3 separate regions of the Mus musculus genome follow, and all the other regions are linked to region 3. Evidence: chromatin contacts called from public promoter capture Hi-C data. All regions are on one chromosome and are shown on one strand. Each heading gives the region's core, a stretch centred on a gene start, on an enhancer-like site or on the middle of the called end of the contact. The rest is flanking DNA. Distances are from core to core; before and after follow the strand shown.

Region 1 (4,657 bases), core at 72-2,571, 2.1 Mb before region 3:
CACAGAAAATTCGAATATAATGCAGCTTCCTTTTGGTAAGAGTGAGATTTGAACTGTCTACAAACCAATCTTGTTTGTGATAGCAAGATTTCGGCTATTATGTATGTCAAACAAGGAAAACATAACCAACAAGTACTTAAGGCCGTTTTGATTTGAAACATGACTCAGGAGTCATGGGTGTGGCTTCAAGCCTCTGCCTTCAGTCGCAGTTTTCTCATTTGTTAACAATGGCCAGGGCACAGTTGGGTAAGTTTTGCTATTTTCACTGGGTTAATGATTCTCAGTATACAGAGAAGGGCAGGGCAAGGGAAAGGACAGACACCTGCTCACTGCAGTCTGCCTAAACGCCCACAGTCAACAAGCAGGACTGTGCAGGCTTCTGTAAGCCGGGCATTCCAGGCTAGTGGTACAGCAGCTCCAGAGTTTGTTCAACAACTCAAAAGGGAGGTCCGCGAGGGAGGACCATTTAAGACCTTCTCGCTTCTGACTGCCTACCTTCACTGCGTACAACTTGCCGCCTTTCTGTCCCAGGTACACTTTCCCGAATGCACCACGGCTAATGGGCTTCACTATGGTGAACTCCTCAATGGAGGGTGGTCTTGGTACCGGGATCCTACTCACGCACTCCTCTATCGCCGCACCTCCTTCATTCTCCTCACTTGCCGAGGCGGACTCCATTGCTGCACAGCTCGCCCTGCAGCAGCAACTCCCGCCAGCTAGATTCAAAAGGTTTCGCCTACGCCGGACGCCTCCCGTGACGTCACCGCGCGTCTGCGCTCTGCCGGCTCCCTGTAAGCAGGCATCGACGGGTGGGGGCCGGCGGCACTGCTGGGCGCAGTCTGCGGAGCGCTAGGCGGAGCCGGCGGCGCTGCCGGAAGGGGCGCTGGGCGGGGCTCAGCCGCGGATACACGGGCTGTTTTTGTGACGAGGCAGTGCATTCTGGCCAATGAGCAAGGGACTAAGACTTTATGTAGTCTGGTGGGGTCCTTCCGAGTCTCAGTCAAGATCTGCAGTTCTCCCTCCCTCCGCATGAGCTAGAAGCCAGGCCGACTGTTAAGTAAAGCAATGGCTAGGGATGATGTGTGGAAGCTAGCGAAGCCACAGAATGTGGAGAGCCTGGGTGAGCGTTAAGTGCGTTTGACCGCGTACTGAATTCAGAAACAGAGTAGGAGCGACTAGAAGAACATCCAATTTATTGTGGAGGTGGTGATAGGAACCTCGAAAAACCACCCCAAAGTGACAGAGTCCCCGGAAGAGGCGGAGCGCTGACGGGCGGGGGCGGGGTGAACGCGGAGGCTTGCTCCGGAAGCACTGTACCTATGGTCTTCCGGGGCAGATGTCGTCGTAGCAGCTGTCGGGAGGGGAAGCCATTTTTTCGTTTCTGGGAGGAGTAAGGGAGAAACTGGGAGAAAAGCAAAGAGAAATAAAGAGAAAATAAAAGGGCTCAGCCCCTTTCCTCGGAGCTGAAGCTAAGAAGCAGTTTCGGCTGGCCGGTAAGATCTCGAGGGCCCGGAGATGTTCTCCCTGTCGAGCACTGTGCAGCCTCAGGTGAGCCCAGCATTCAGGCGTTTTCCTGCGTCCCTTTTGCGACTTTTCCCCGGATGCTGTAGTAGAATCGGTGTTTCTGAAGCAAAATTAGTGAGGGAAGCGACGAACCCTGTTTGAGTCGCAGGCTGAAAAGGAGATCAGGGGACAGTGCTGAGACTATGACCTGACACTAACCGTGGTGAACATCACATAGCGTATCCACTGGCTTGCACAGAATTTCTGTTGACAATTCAGGGACTGTTTAGGGTTGGACAGTCTGAGATGGGGATTTGTGAAATCTGCGAGAAAGGTAAAGAAGACAGTGTTCTTTCCATCCATCTATTTCTGATTACCCTTTTTTCCTTTCAAGCCGAATTTAGTTCAAACATACTCTAATAATTCGAATAGCATCACAATTTCTTTCTTTCTGGGTAGAATTAACTTGTGCACATTTTTGAATCATTAGATTCTTGCAATTAAATTTTAAACATTTTTTAAAAAATCAGGACCCAAATTATGTTAATTTTTCCTTGTTTCATTAAAATTTGTTTTCTTTTTGGGGGGGAAGGTGTTAACAATGTTTAATTAATTAATTAATTATATTTTATTTTTTGAGGCGAGGTTTCATTGTCTATCTTTGCTGTCCTAGTCCTTATTATGTCCAGGCTGGCCTCCTAAGTGTTGGGATCATGGCTCCCACCACCATCACACCAGATGCACCATCAACTTGTCTTGAGGATTATTCCTTGGGAGGCAGGCAGAGAATCTAGAGATGTTACATAGTGAGACTTGTCTCAAAAGACTGCCCCCCCAAATGTTCGTTACATCTTACTACCTGCCTCTTTTTGTGTTCCTATGGAATTGGTAGACTAATGGAGAAAGGAATTGCTTAGCTGCTACTTAGGCAGCAAGCGAACCAAGCAAATGTAGATTTCTCCTAGTCACTGGAAATAAAGATGAACAATAAACGGATATTTCGCCGGGCGTGGTGGCGCACGCCTTTAATTCCAGCACTTGGGAGGCAGAGGCAGGCGGATCTCTGAGTTCAAGGCCAGCTTGGTCTACAAAGTAAGTTCCAGGACAGTCAGGGCTACACAGAGAAACCCTGTCTCGAAAAACCATAAGTAAATAAATAAATAAATAAACGGGAATTTCAGGCAGACAGAAAAATATAAATATAAAATCCTGTGAGGAACAAAAGTCAGGCCCATGTGGCAAGAACAGAGTGGCTAAAGGGAGGTTGGAGAGAAGCCTTGAGGCAGTTACAGAGTTCGATTCATTTGATTTCTGTGACCAGGTTGTCATTTGGAGGCTTGCTCTGGCTTCTTGTGTGGAGAATATGAAAGGGCAAAAGTGTAAGTGTTGTAGATTTAAGGATGCTGTTGCTCTGACACAGGAAAGGCATTCAGTAATTATGGAAAAGAAATTGCTTTGTCTAGTGTGGCACCTCTAATTCCAGACTTGGTGAGAGGGTCAAGAGGATTAGGATTTGGCAGCCAACCTGTCTCACAAAAATTAAAGTAGAGAAGAAAAGAAGTAATAGAATTTCACTCAGTGTAAGTGGGAGAGATGGTGGAAAGTGATATTTCTGTGTTGGTCAGCTTGATACAAGAAAATGCTGTTTTTTTAGGATGACAGTGTCTGGAGAAGTTTTAGTAATTAAAGATGTCTGATAGAGACTGTTGAATATAATATTAATTTATATGAAGAAAGCATGGTGAATAGTATACCATCATGAGGTAGACAGCATAACATGGTAGAAGAGCAAAAGAACAAGGGGGAAACCCACTCTGGTGGCGTAAAGACTGGATTTCCATGGCTTATATACTTGCTTATTGTGGGTTTTGTACAACCCCATGTAGCACAGAGCAGTTTGTAGTTCTGTGCTATTCTTCCTAGCTAATCGCCTTCCACCTCTTACTGCTGTTATAGTGGAAACTGAATTAAGCATAATTTTTAAAGGGACTCTGCGTTCACAGCAAGAAGTATAACACTGGCTAATTTTAATGTCAGGGGTTGAATTAGTTAAATTATTAGACTTGGTTTATAATCAGAGCCGATTATTTTATTCACTTAACAAAAATGCCTATTTAGCATTCTCTGTATTCACACTTGTCATGGGTTGCAACATAGAATACTAAAGTAGAAAAAATACTTGCCATATGGAGTTTATCTTTTAGTTGGATAATATGCTACAACAAAAGAAATTCTTAATTTTTGTAGTCTTCCTTGTGCCAAGCTTCTGTTGTATTCTTAGAATTTCTTGAGTTATGAAGCTTATGATTTCATAAGCTCCATGGATTACATTTGTGTTTGTCCTAACGAGATAACTTGAATCTGCAAATAGTCCTGGAATGGGACTAGTCAGACCAGATAATTTCATCATACTGTAATTCCCACTTTTGGAGGCAGTAATTGTTGAGCCGCTGGGTGGTGAGTTCCTGTGCAGAAGGGTTTTACATTGTAACTCCATAGAGGGTGTCCTCCACTGGGTGTTCTTTCCAGGCCTTGCCATATGTACTTCTTTCAGATGTTCTTATGGCTGGTAAATGTAAGGAAAGTGTTTTCATGTGTTCTTTGAGCCATTTCTAACACAGGGAATGAAGGGACATGTTATGAAGTGAGGTAATATAAAAACCAAACTGTAGAAGATTTTCAAGTTCTACAAGTGTTAGATTTTAAGCAGAAGCATGACCTAGCAGACTTTCATGATGGTGACTTTTATCTCTTGCTGGTAGTGTGGTACAGCTGGGGAAGGGCAGAAACAGATTAGCTAGTGGGATTTAGAGCAAGATGGTGGCAAAAAATCAGAAAATTCTTGGTGTGAACTTTTGCTTTTAATGTTTGTGAAGCTTTATTTTGCCCCCTCCCTAATAGTTGTTTTCTCCAGCTTTTTCCCATTTGTTTTAAATTTATGTTGAAAAAAATTGTTTTATTAGTGTGCATCATTTGTCAAATTACTTCCTTAGAATAAATTTCTAGAAAGTAGACTTTAGAGAATGAAAGTCTATGTATTTCAAGTTAATTAATTTTTGTGTCAGTGTGTAGTCCTCCTGACTGGCCTTGAACTTTATATAGACCAAGCTAGCATTGAATTCAGAGATCTGCCTTGTCTTCCTCCGCATGGCTG
Region 2 (4,846 bases), core at 1,971-4,470, 2.2 Mb before region 3:
TGTTACTAGAGGTTGTTAACCCCTGCATGAGTGCTAGGAACCAAACTTGGATCCGTTGCAAGAGCAACCAGTGCTCTGAAGTACTGAGACTAATCTCTAGAGTTTTGTTGTTGTTGGTGGTGTTTTTTTTTTTTTTTTTTTTTTGTGTTAAAGACAGGGTCTGTCAATATGACTGTACAAGAATACACCATGTAGACCAGGCTGGCCTTGAACTCACAGAAACTTGACTGTCTCTCTGAGTGCTATGATTAAAGTCATGCAACACCATCTCTCTTTCTATTTTTAGCTGAGAATCTCACTATTTTGGAAATGCTTGTTTGAACTCCTGAGTTAAGGGTGTGATTCTCATGTCTCTGTTTCCCTTGTGTATGTGTAAGCCAGAGTACAACTTTTGGGCATTAGTTCTTGACTGCCAACATGTGGGTTCTGGAAACTGAACTCAGGTTGTTAAGTTGGTGGCAAGCACTTTTACGCACTGAGCCATATCACTGGCCCTTGACTCATTACTTTCAAAAAAAATTAATTTCTTTAAGGAATATGTGAAAAATGTATATGTCTATGTGATCATATATTTTATATCTACATATATACATACATTCTATAATATTTAAACTAGGTTAAACACATCAATTTAAAACAAGATATTTAAATTTTTTTTTTAATTTTTTATTAGGTATTTAGCTCATTTACATTTCCAATGCTATACCAAAAGTCCCCCATACCCACCCACCCCCACTCCCCTACCCACCCACTCCCCCTTTTTGGCTCTGGCGTTCCCCTGTACTGGGGCATATAAAGTTTGCGTGTCCAATGGGCCTCTCTTTCCAGTGATGGCCGACTAGGTCATCTTTTGATACATATGCAGCTAGAGTCAAGAGCTCCGGGGTACTGGTTAGTTCATAATGTTGTAAAACAAGATATTTAAATATTTTAATAATTGTTTTTTAATGAGTATTAGTGTTTTGGGTACATGTTTTGGGTATATCTATGCCTGGTACCTAAGGAAGCAGGAAGAGGGTGTCAGAGCCCATGAAACTACAGTTACAGACATTGTGAGCCACCATGTGGGTGCTGGGAATTGAACCTGGGTCTTCTGGAAGAGTGGTCAGTGCTCTTAACCAGAGCTATCTATCTCCTTGAATTTTTTCTTTGAAATAAAAACATCACATTTTCCTTCCAGTTTTTGAAACATACCACACATGATTATCTAGTCATTCCACTATATCACATCAGAGCTTCTACTCTTATCCATTTATAACTTATTCCCATGAGTTAAATTCCCACAATTTTCTTCTACTTCCTGCTCCACATCTTGGTAACTATCCTACGTGCAACTTCTCTCAAGTAATAGGCAGCTGTGTTAGTTTGAGTTATTATTGCAGTGATGAAACACCATAACTCGGGATGCAGAAGCAGGTGTATTTCTGAGTTCGAGGCCAGCCTGGTCTACAGAGTGAGTTCCAGGACAGCCAGGGCTATACAGAGAAACCCTGTCTTGAAAACAACAACAACAAATTATAATAAATAAATTCAGTGCAATCACTGGCAAAATATGCTGTCATTAGTCTGTCATTAGTAACTAATGATCTACAGAACCAGTAGGGTAGCTCATTACATAAGTCTAATGAGCAGTTGTCGAAATCAAGTATTAAAAATAAACACCCAACACTTTTTCAGAATATATATACCTGAGTATACTAGGAGTGACTGAGAAGCACCCAAGTTCAAGAAAAGAGTAGGTGAGGCAAAGATAAACACACAAAGCGTTCTCATGTTGAGAAGGTTAGAAAACTTGTGTTTCCCTTTTACATGATTAGGACAAGTCACATATTCATAGCAGGTTTTATGATTTGACTGACACTCGCTTGCTAAATCATTAAATTTTAGGACCTTGGGCAAGTCAACTATCATTTCCTCATCTATCAACACCTTACAGTGCTTTTGAAACAGATCATACGTTTGCCAAACATCACACATATGAAGGCGGTGAAGTACTAGGGAGCGGTTCTCTAGTGAAGCCTGCGTTCCTCCAGTGCCTTTGGTCTTTTTGATTAAACGATCAGTGAGTCCGGAACTGTTTCTGGGGTACTTTTGAATACAGGCCGCATGAGCCCTGAAAGAACTCTTCAGACGACACTGTTCTCAATACCCAGATAAACAAGCTATGTCAGAGGATTCCTTTCTGCTCGAAGCTTAAGAAGTACTTCGGAGACGCCCCAAACGCAATCCGGAAGAAAGGAACTTCCGCCACACACAGGAAGGGTGGGCTACAAGGAAAAACCGAACCGGAACCGGAGGGGGACTACGCCAGCCTACAGAGGAAGGTGTCCGGAAGCGCCGGGGGACTACAGTTCCCATAAGCCCGCGGGGGCAAGGTGCGGGGCAGGCGTCGAGACAAAACGGACAGGCCTTGCCAGTCATTTGGCTATATCAAGGTAAATGCCGACATCGCGGCTCCAAGGGAAGAGTGACTTATAGTTCGCAACTAGATTTTTACGAGTAATCTTCCCAACCCATCCTAAACCGACAAAACTGACGTTCCCAGCGGGGCGTCCTTGAGATTTCCAGGCCACGGCACTCTACGCCTGCGGGGAGCTTCCTAAGTGCCTACAACGCGGGCATTACGTTGTTCACCGACCATCTCCATCCCTAGCCTCCGGCGGAGCTGGACGTGGCTGTGCCTGTCTCCTGGGCCTGGAGAGTGGGTAGTGGAGGTGTTGCGCAGCAGGCCGCCACCGCTCACCTTTGCTCTCTCCGCGGCCACCCTTGGGGCCAGACGGTGAAAGCTGTCCCAGACTTGGGGGCCAGGGCTAAGCCCTTCCATCCTTGCCCTTAATCCTCCCTTTCTCCCCTTTAGCGTGTTGTATATCCACAGAAGAGGTCAAGTGCCTTCTCCTAGGTCACAGAGAGTAAATGTCAAAAGAAGTTTTGAAGCCACTTTTATGATTCACTCCCTTCTCCGGTTTAACCCCGAGGCTAGGCATTGAGGACCACCGACTCTTGTGTTTTTCTTTTCTTTAAACACTAGCGGTATCCAGGGGCCACCTTTAGGACCTGGCATAGAATCCTAGCGCGTCACCAGGCTTGCTGTCCTCAGCCCGAACATAAACAAGCACCGGGTTCTCCACAGACCAACCCCAGCCGGAGCGCCTTGCAGCCTCTTTTCCCCTCCTCTGAGAACGCGCAGCCCGTGCACGTCACCGCGGCGGAGCGGGTGGGTGGGGTTTGCTGCACGGCGGCCGCGGCGGCGGAGGCTAGTGGGTCCTCCGGTGACTCTGGGGCGGGGCTGTGGGGCGGCTGCCCACCGACGGCAGAACTTCTCAGGAATGGGGGGTGTGATTGGTTGGCCGGCATCTTCCGGGTGGGAGAAAGGGTCCGCTATCACGGGCGGCTCAACCTCCAAGGCCTGCTGCTAGAGATGCTCTTCCTCGCGGTGAGTTGTTTGGCTGTTTTTGTTGGCTGGGATGTACTCTTAGACACGCCCCACGAAGGAGGAAGGAACCGGGCCACCTGAGTTGATGTGGCCTTGATTGGGCAGGCAAAGGGGAATTGACCAGCTATGCTCCTGTCATTAATCCGCTGCTGCGCTCGGTGTTCAGTTTCATGCAGGCTCTTGGGGAAGCTGGTGCTGCTGCTGCTGTGTGATTACCGCGGACAGACCTTGGGACCGAGGCCGGCGCTGGCAGCTGGAGATGGCGGACACACCGTCAGTGTATGAAACCAGATTTGAGGCGGCCGTGAAGGTGATCCAGAGTTTGCCGAAAAATGGTATGTGCAGTGGGCTCTAGGTAAAAGACCTTTTCCAGCTGCTTCTAGTCTACCTTATTTAGCGCCCCCTCTCGCTCTGTCATTAAAAGAAATGTAATTGAAAGAAATGTAATTGAAAGAATGGTATTGAATGCTAATTAATTACCGCTGATTTTTGAGGCCAAAGGCGACGTATTATCTAGGTTTTAAGTAGTTTATATTCTTGAGAACAAGTCTTATCACTTAATGACTGTGGATTTGGGAAAGTTAAAAAACAAAAACAAAAACTGGGGAGGGATGTCTGGTGCTACCTAACTCAAAAGTGTAATCCGAACCTTCAGAAACTTTGATATGAAGCGGAAAGGAAAGGACAACTATATTCTCGTGTAAAATGATTATTTTGACTATGATGTGTCAGGTACGGTTTTCTTTGTGTGTATCCTGGCAACAGCTTGTAAAACTTTTTATAATTTTGTCTGACCAGTGTTAAGGATTTTTTTTTCCATCACTAAATTTTTTTTTCAGTGTTCTAAATAGAGAAGCTTGGGAAGAGAGACTTTTACTTTGAAATTTTATATCCATTTGCATTGTGATTTACTTTTCATAATAAATTAGATTAAAATTATCTTAAGCATTTTTATTGTGTGTGCTAGATTTGTAGGCCAAGTCAAACATAACATTACTATATTTGTATAGTATTTAATGTCTTCCCACTTTTCTTTTCTTTTTCTTTTTTTTTTTTTTTTTTTTTTTTCGAGACAGGGTTTCTCCGTGTAGCCCTGGCTGTCCTGGAACTCACTTTGTAGACCAGGCTGGTCTCGAACTCAGAAATCCGCCTGCCTCTGCCTCCCAAGTGCTGGGATTAAAGGCGTGTGCCACCATTGCCCAGCTATCTTCCCACTTTTCATGTATCATCATTTGGCTAAAAAATTAGTAGTAAGCATAGTTCATTCCAGTAAGAAATTTTCCGGAGGCATAGTTTTGGAAGCTTGTAGGGCATGTGTTGGCATGTACAAAGCCCTTATTTAGTTCCTGCACACCTTCAGAATCAGTGGCACAGGCTGCTTTGCGATGCCAGCTTTCTTGGAGGATCAGGAGG
Region 3 (4,803 bases), core at 665-3,164:
AACTGTCAGGGCACGGTACTGCTGGCTGCCCCGGCTGGTCAAGGGGGCAAAGCCAGGCATGAAGAAGTGCAGGCGAGGGAAGGGCACCATATTTACAGCCAGTTTCCGCAGGTCAGCATTTAGCTGGCCAGGGAATCGCAGGCAAGTGGTTACCCCACTCATGGTGGCGGACACTAGATGGTTCAGGTCACCGTAAGTGGGTGTGGTCAGCTTTAGGGTTCTGAAGCAGATGTCATAAAGTGCTTCATTATCAATACAATAGGTCTCATCTGTGTTTTCAACCAGCTGGTGGACTGAAAGGGTGGCATTGTAGGGCTCAACCACTGTGTCCGACACCTTGGGGGAAGGTACCACACTGAAGGTGTTCATGATTCTGTCTGGGTACTCCTCCCGGATCTTGCTGATAAGGAGGGTACCCATCCCAGACCCAGTCCCCCCACCCAGGGAGTGGGTCAGCTGGAAGCCCTGCAGGCAGTCACAGCTCTCAGCTTCCTTTCTCACAACGTCCAACACCGAGTCAACCAGCTCTGCACCTTCTGTGTAGTGCCCCTTGGCCCAGTTGTTCCCAGCCCCACTCTGACCTGTAAGAGAAAACAGTAGGTCACACTAAGTATGTGCCCAAGGGGCCAAATGACATGAGGTGACACTGAATAAAGTGTACAGACCCAAAACAATCTGCCATGTTAAAAAAAAGGGGAGAGGGGGTGCTGTGCATAATGGCACAAGCTTTTAATCCCAGCACTTGGTAGGCAGGTAGTTCTGAGTTTAAGGTCAGCCTGGTCTACAGTTAAAGAGGCCAGGCAGGGATACATAGATTGGGGATGGGGGGTGGGGGAGACCAGACGGAGATGTACAGAACACACTAGAGCTAAGACAGTAAATACTTCCAAAGGCACCCCTGCCAATGTTCAAGGAGAGTACAGGGCCCCTGCCACTAGGTCAGGTCTTCTCATACTCTCTACTAGCAACTAATCTACCCGCAGTCAGTTGGACCTTCCTCCTAAAGCTGCTTTCGGCCAAGGGATTGAGTGACTCAGAGGGCAAGAAAGTGTACACCTGGTGGCTATTAAGGAAGAACTTTAGGTCAGCCCCTTGACCTTTGAGCCTCATGGGTAGCAAGCCCGTCCACACCTCCACCACACTCACCAAAGACGAAGTTATCAGGTCTGAAGATCTGCCCGAAGGGCCCTGAACGCACCGAGTCCATGGTGCCGGGCTCCAAGTCCACGAGCACGGCGCGGGGCACATACTTGCCACCTGGTTGGGACAGGGGGACGTCAAGTGTGCTCAAACTGGAAGGGTGGTGAGGAGGATGGATGGGGTAGAGGAGCCTTACCGGTGGCTTCGTTGTAGTACACGTTGATGCGCTCCAGCTGGAGGTCGCTATCTCCGTGGTAAGTGCCAGTGGGATCAATGCCATGCTCGTCGCTGATTACCTCCCAGAACTGCAAGGGAGTCGGGCGTTAGCTGAGTCACGCCGGCCGGCCGGTGCGCTCCAAGGCAGCCCCGCCCCGGATGGGTGCGGCAGGCCCTCCCCCTCCCTCCAGTCTCAGGAGCGCCAGGGCGACGAATCCCTAAGGGCCGCGCACCGTCCGCCCCACCGACACCAGCCACCGGCGCTACGTCTCGGCCCAGCGTACGCCGGTATCCAGGACGCAATGAAGGGCGACGCTCCGGGCCGCTTCCGCCATCTTCCCCGGCTGGCTGTCCCAGTGGCGTCTGGCTCGCAGAAACCTAGCCTCCTACCTTGGCGCCAATCTGGTTGCCGCACTGCCCAGCCTGCAGGTGCACGATCTCCCTCATGGCGGCGGCGACTGCGGAACAGCTGTAGAAGAGGAGCACTTCGGGAGGAGCAGGCGCACAGAGTGCTACAACCGACGCTCTGCCAACATTTATATACCTCTTATGACCCGCCCTCGTCAGCACAGGATTGGGCTTTCAGAACGAGGCCACGAATTATCCTTGTCTGATTGGCTACATTTCCGTCAATCGAGCGGTCTGGGGCCCGCCTTCCCAACAATATACTCTCATTATTGGTCACGCTTGCCTACGGCTCCCCCTATCACAATCCCCGCCCTGGCGCCGCAGTGCTCAATCCATTGGGTGTTTCAAATGATTGATTTGCACTTCCATTGGCTGCCTCCTGGGAGCACTCCGAGAGCCTGACACTATTGGCTGCGCTGTTTTGGCGTCCTGGTAACCGCCGCAGTGCAGCGCGCGGGTGGGACGTGGAAAGCCAGCTTCCGGCTGAAAGGGAGGGGGCGACTTTTCAGAGCTTTGTGGGCTCGGGCGGCTTGGTAGGTCTGGCAGCTGCTGCGGGGAGAGAAAGGAGACGCGGGCAGGCATTGTCGATCCGGAACACACCTTGCAAGCCTCAAGCTGAGGCGAATTGAAACGCTAACAATAATAGGCTCTGGATGAGGCGCCGGGCCCTTCCGGGACGCACTGGGCAGGCGCGGGGTCCTCTGTCTCTATCTGTCTCTCTCTCTCTCCCCCCTCCCCTCTCCCCCCCCCCCTTCTCTCTTCCCCTCCCCACCCCACCCCTGGGAGGGCCATCCCTCCGCCCCTTCGGCCTCCCTAGATGTTGTGGAAACTTGCTGGCCAAGAGCCGGTTTCCTTGGAGCCTGAGTTCCAAGTGCGCACAGAGCTGCATGGAGACTACAGGGCTGGGCATGCCTGGCCATGACTGTTAGAGGGAAAAACAAACAAACAAACGTGTGCAAGTCCCTGTCCTGTAATGGAGAGCAATACATGTACATATTTCTTTTTTTTTTTTTCAGGGTCAGGTCCAAAGCACCCCTACCCCCAAAATGGTAGTGCTGACATTGTCCTAAACAGGACTTGACCAGGTAAACAAGCTTAAAAGTTTCTGTTTACCAGAAGAGCAGGTCTCTTAAAGTGATTTCTGTTCACCTTAACTTTAACCTTCCCTCCCAAGTCAGCTACCTCTCGAAGGCAAGTAGTTCTGAAACAATCCTTTTTCTCCATTTGCTCCCCCCACCTTGGCATTTTGATCCCCAATATCTTTCTGCCCACAAAATGGTCTAGTTGGTAATTTCTCTACGCCATTGCTTATGAGACAGAGTCGTCTGGCCTGTAACCTGGAATTCTGCCTTAGCCTCCAGAATGCAAGGACTACAGTTCTTAGTCTTCATGTCTGATGTGTAACTTTTTAAAGGAATATTATACAATGGGTCTGTCTCAGTCTAGCCACTTCTGGCTTTTGGAATGAACTACCTTCAAAACTAAGGGTGTTAGGCAATCCCTGTTGGTTGTGGTATCCAAGTACCTACCAACCATGTCACAGGAAAAAACCCCACCAGGACAAGCAGAGTCCTGTATCCTGAGCAGTGGCATTCTGTCGCTATATACAAAATGCAGTCCTGCCGGGCAGTGGTGGCGCATGCCTTTAATCCCAGCACTCGGAGGCAGAAGCAGGTGGATTTCTGAGTTTGGGACCAACCTCGTCTACAGAGTGAGTTCCAGGACAGCCAGGGCTACACAGAGAAACCCTGTCTCAAAAAAACAAAAACAAAAACAAAAACAAAAAAAAAAAAACCGCAGTCCTAGTGTTCATATTTACTATACTGACCAGGATCTCCAGAAAGATCTGACTGTCTTGTCCTTTCCCAGAAGGGTAGATCAGGAAGGGGGGGCTGAGTTCTGTGACCACACTGACAGGACCCATACATACCTCAGGAGGTTTAAATGTATGTAAGGTACCAGGTCACTTTTTGGCATGCTGAAGGTTATCTCAGTACCTAGAAATATCTTCTGAGTTAAAGATCCTGGACTCTACAGAGTAGCTTAGGTGCCAAGATGTCAACTATTAGAATCTCATAGCACACACCTGAGAAGGAAGCAGAAGTTCGGTATTTTAACACAAAGAGCTTCCTGGGTGTCTTGGAGATGTTTGGGTCCCAAGCTGGGCAGTAAATACAAACAACATAGCAAAAGCCCACCAAGGACAGTGGCTGCCCACAGCTGGCAGGGGAAGACACTCTAGGTCTTTACTATGAATCAAGAGTTCCCCTGTGCCAGTAGGCAAAGGAGACCCAGTATATCAAGAGGTCCTGGAACCTATAGCATGAGAGGGTGTGCATAGAGCTGGCCAGAGGAGCAGAGAAGCAAGGCAGAACGGGCTGTGGGAGCATCGGGTGCCTGCCCTCCCAGCCCAGTCTGCAGCTGTTGGAGGCCGCACAAGGAAGGCTCTGTTTACTGGTGGCCATGGTCCCACTGGGAGGGTGCATTACTGCCAGGCAGGAGCAGCAGGCAGACAGTCTCTGTGGCCTTAAAGGACCCTGTAGTCAGCTTTTGTGAAAGGCCTCCCCTCACCCCGGAAGGAGAGGTGCCAAGGTGCTTCCCCTGTGGACTAGGTCTCACTGACTCCCACAGTGGGTCTTCCAGAGACGCAGCCTGGCTCTGCCCCTCCTCTAGAACATCAGAGAACACCATGAGGCTGTGTAAAAGCCTTCAGTGGGTCACAAGAGTGAGTGAACTAGGGCTGCAGTGCACAGACCTGGCTCTGTCCCTGCTGGAGCTCATCTCTGCAAGTCCTCTACTCTTAGTGGACGCAATAAATTCTAGTCCTAGGAAGCCTAGGAGCTGGGGGTAGGAAATGGAACAGAACCTGGGTGACAGTAAAGGCTAAGGACAAAGAGGGCCTGGAAGGACCATGGAGGCATCTACAATGTGTGTGTGTGTGGTGGTGGTGGGGTGTCGAGGGGAATACAAAAGGACGTAGCTCAGTGGTTATGAGCTCTTGTTACTCTGGCAGAAGTCTTGGTGGTCCACAACCTTCCC

Evidence for each region. Promoter capture Hi-C pulls out the DNA fragments that hold promoters and counts their contacts.
Region 1: a promoter capture Hi-C map of erythroid cells shows a contact between it and region 3, with 5 times the contacts expected there. The contact joins the promoter of Yme1l1 here to the promoter of Tubb4b in region 3. A contact is called at or near these places in 2 of 39 promoter capture datasets (erythroid cells and pre-B cells).
Region 2: a promoter capture Hi-C map of pre-B cells shows a contact between it and region 3, with 4 times the contacts expected there. The contact joins the promoter of Acbd5 here to the promoter of Tubb4b in region 3. A contact is called at or near these places in 3 of 39 promoter capture datasets (the C10 cell line, neutrophils and pre-B cells).

What each region holds. Positions count from the first base shown.
Region 1 is chr2:23,155,184-23,159,840 of GRCm38.p6, forward strand. Yme1l1 (YME1-like 1 (S. cerevisiae)) reads left to right here and starts at 1,322. Exons shown (of 19, transcript NM_013771.5): 1 at 1,322-1,548. The coding sequence starts at 1,516. It overlaps Mastl (microtubule associated serine/threonine kinase-like), which reads right to left and starts at 841. Exons shown (of 12, transcript NM_025979.4): 1 at 496-841. The coding sequence starts at 678.
Region 2 is chr2:23,065,852-23,070,697 of GRCm38.p6, forward strand. Acbd5 (acyl-Coenzyme A binding domain containing 5) reads left to right here and starts at 3,221. Exons shown (of 14, transcript NM_001355637.1): 1 at 3,221-3,433; 2 at 3,600-3,768. The coding sequence starts at 3,419.
Region 3 is chr2:25,222,788-25,227,590 of GRCm38.p6, forward strand. It overlaps Tubb4b (tubulin, beta 4B class IVB), which reads right to left and starts at 1,915. Exons shown (of 4, transcript NM_146116.2): 1 at 1,747-1,915; 2 at 1,337-1,445; 3 at 1,147-1,257; 4 at 1-581. The coding sequence starts at 1,803.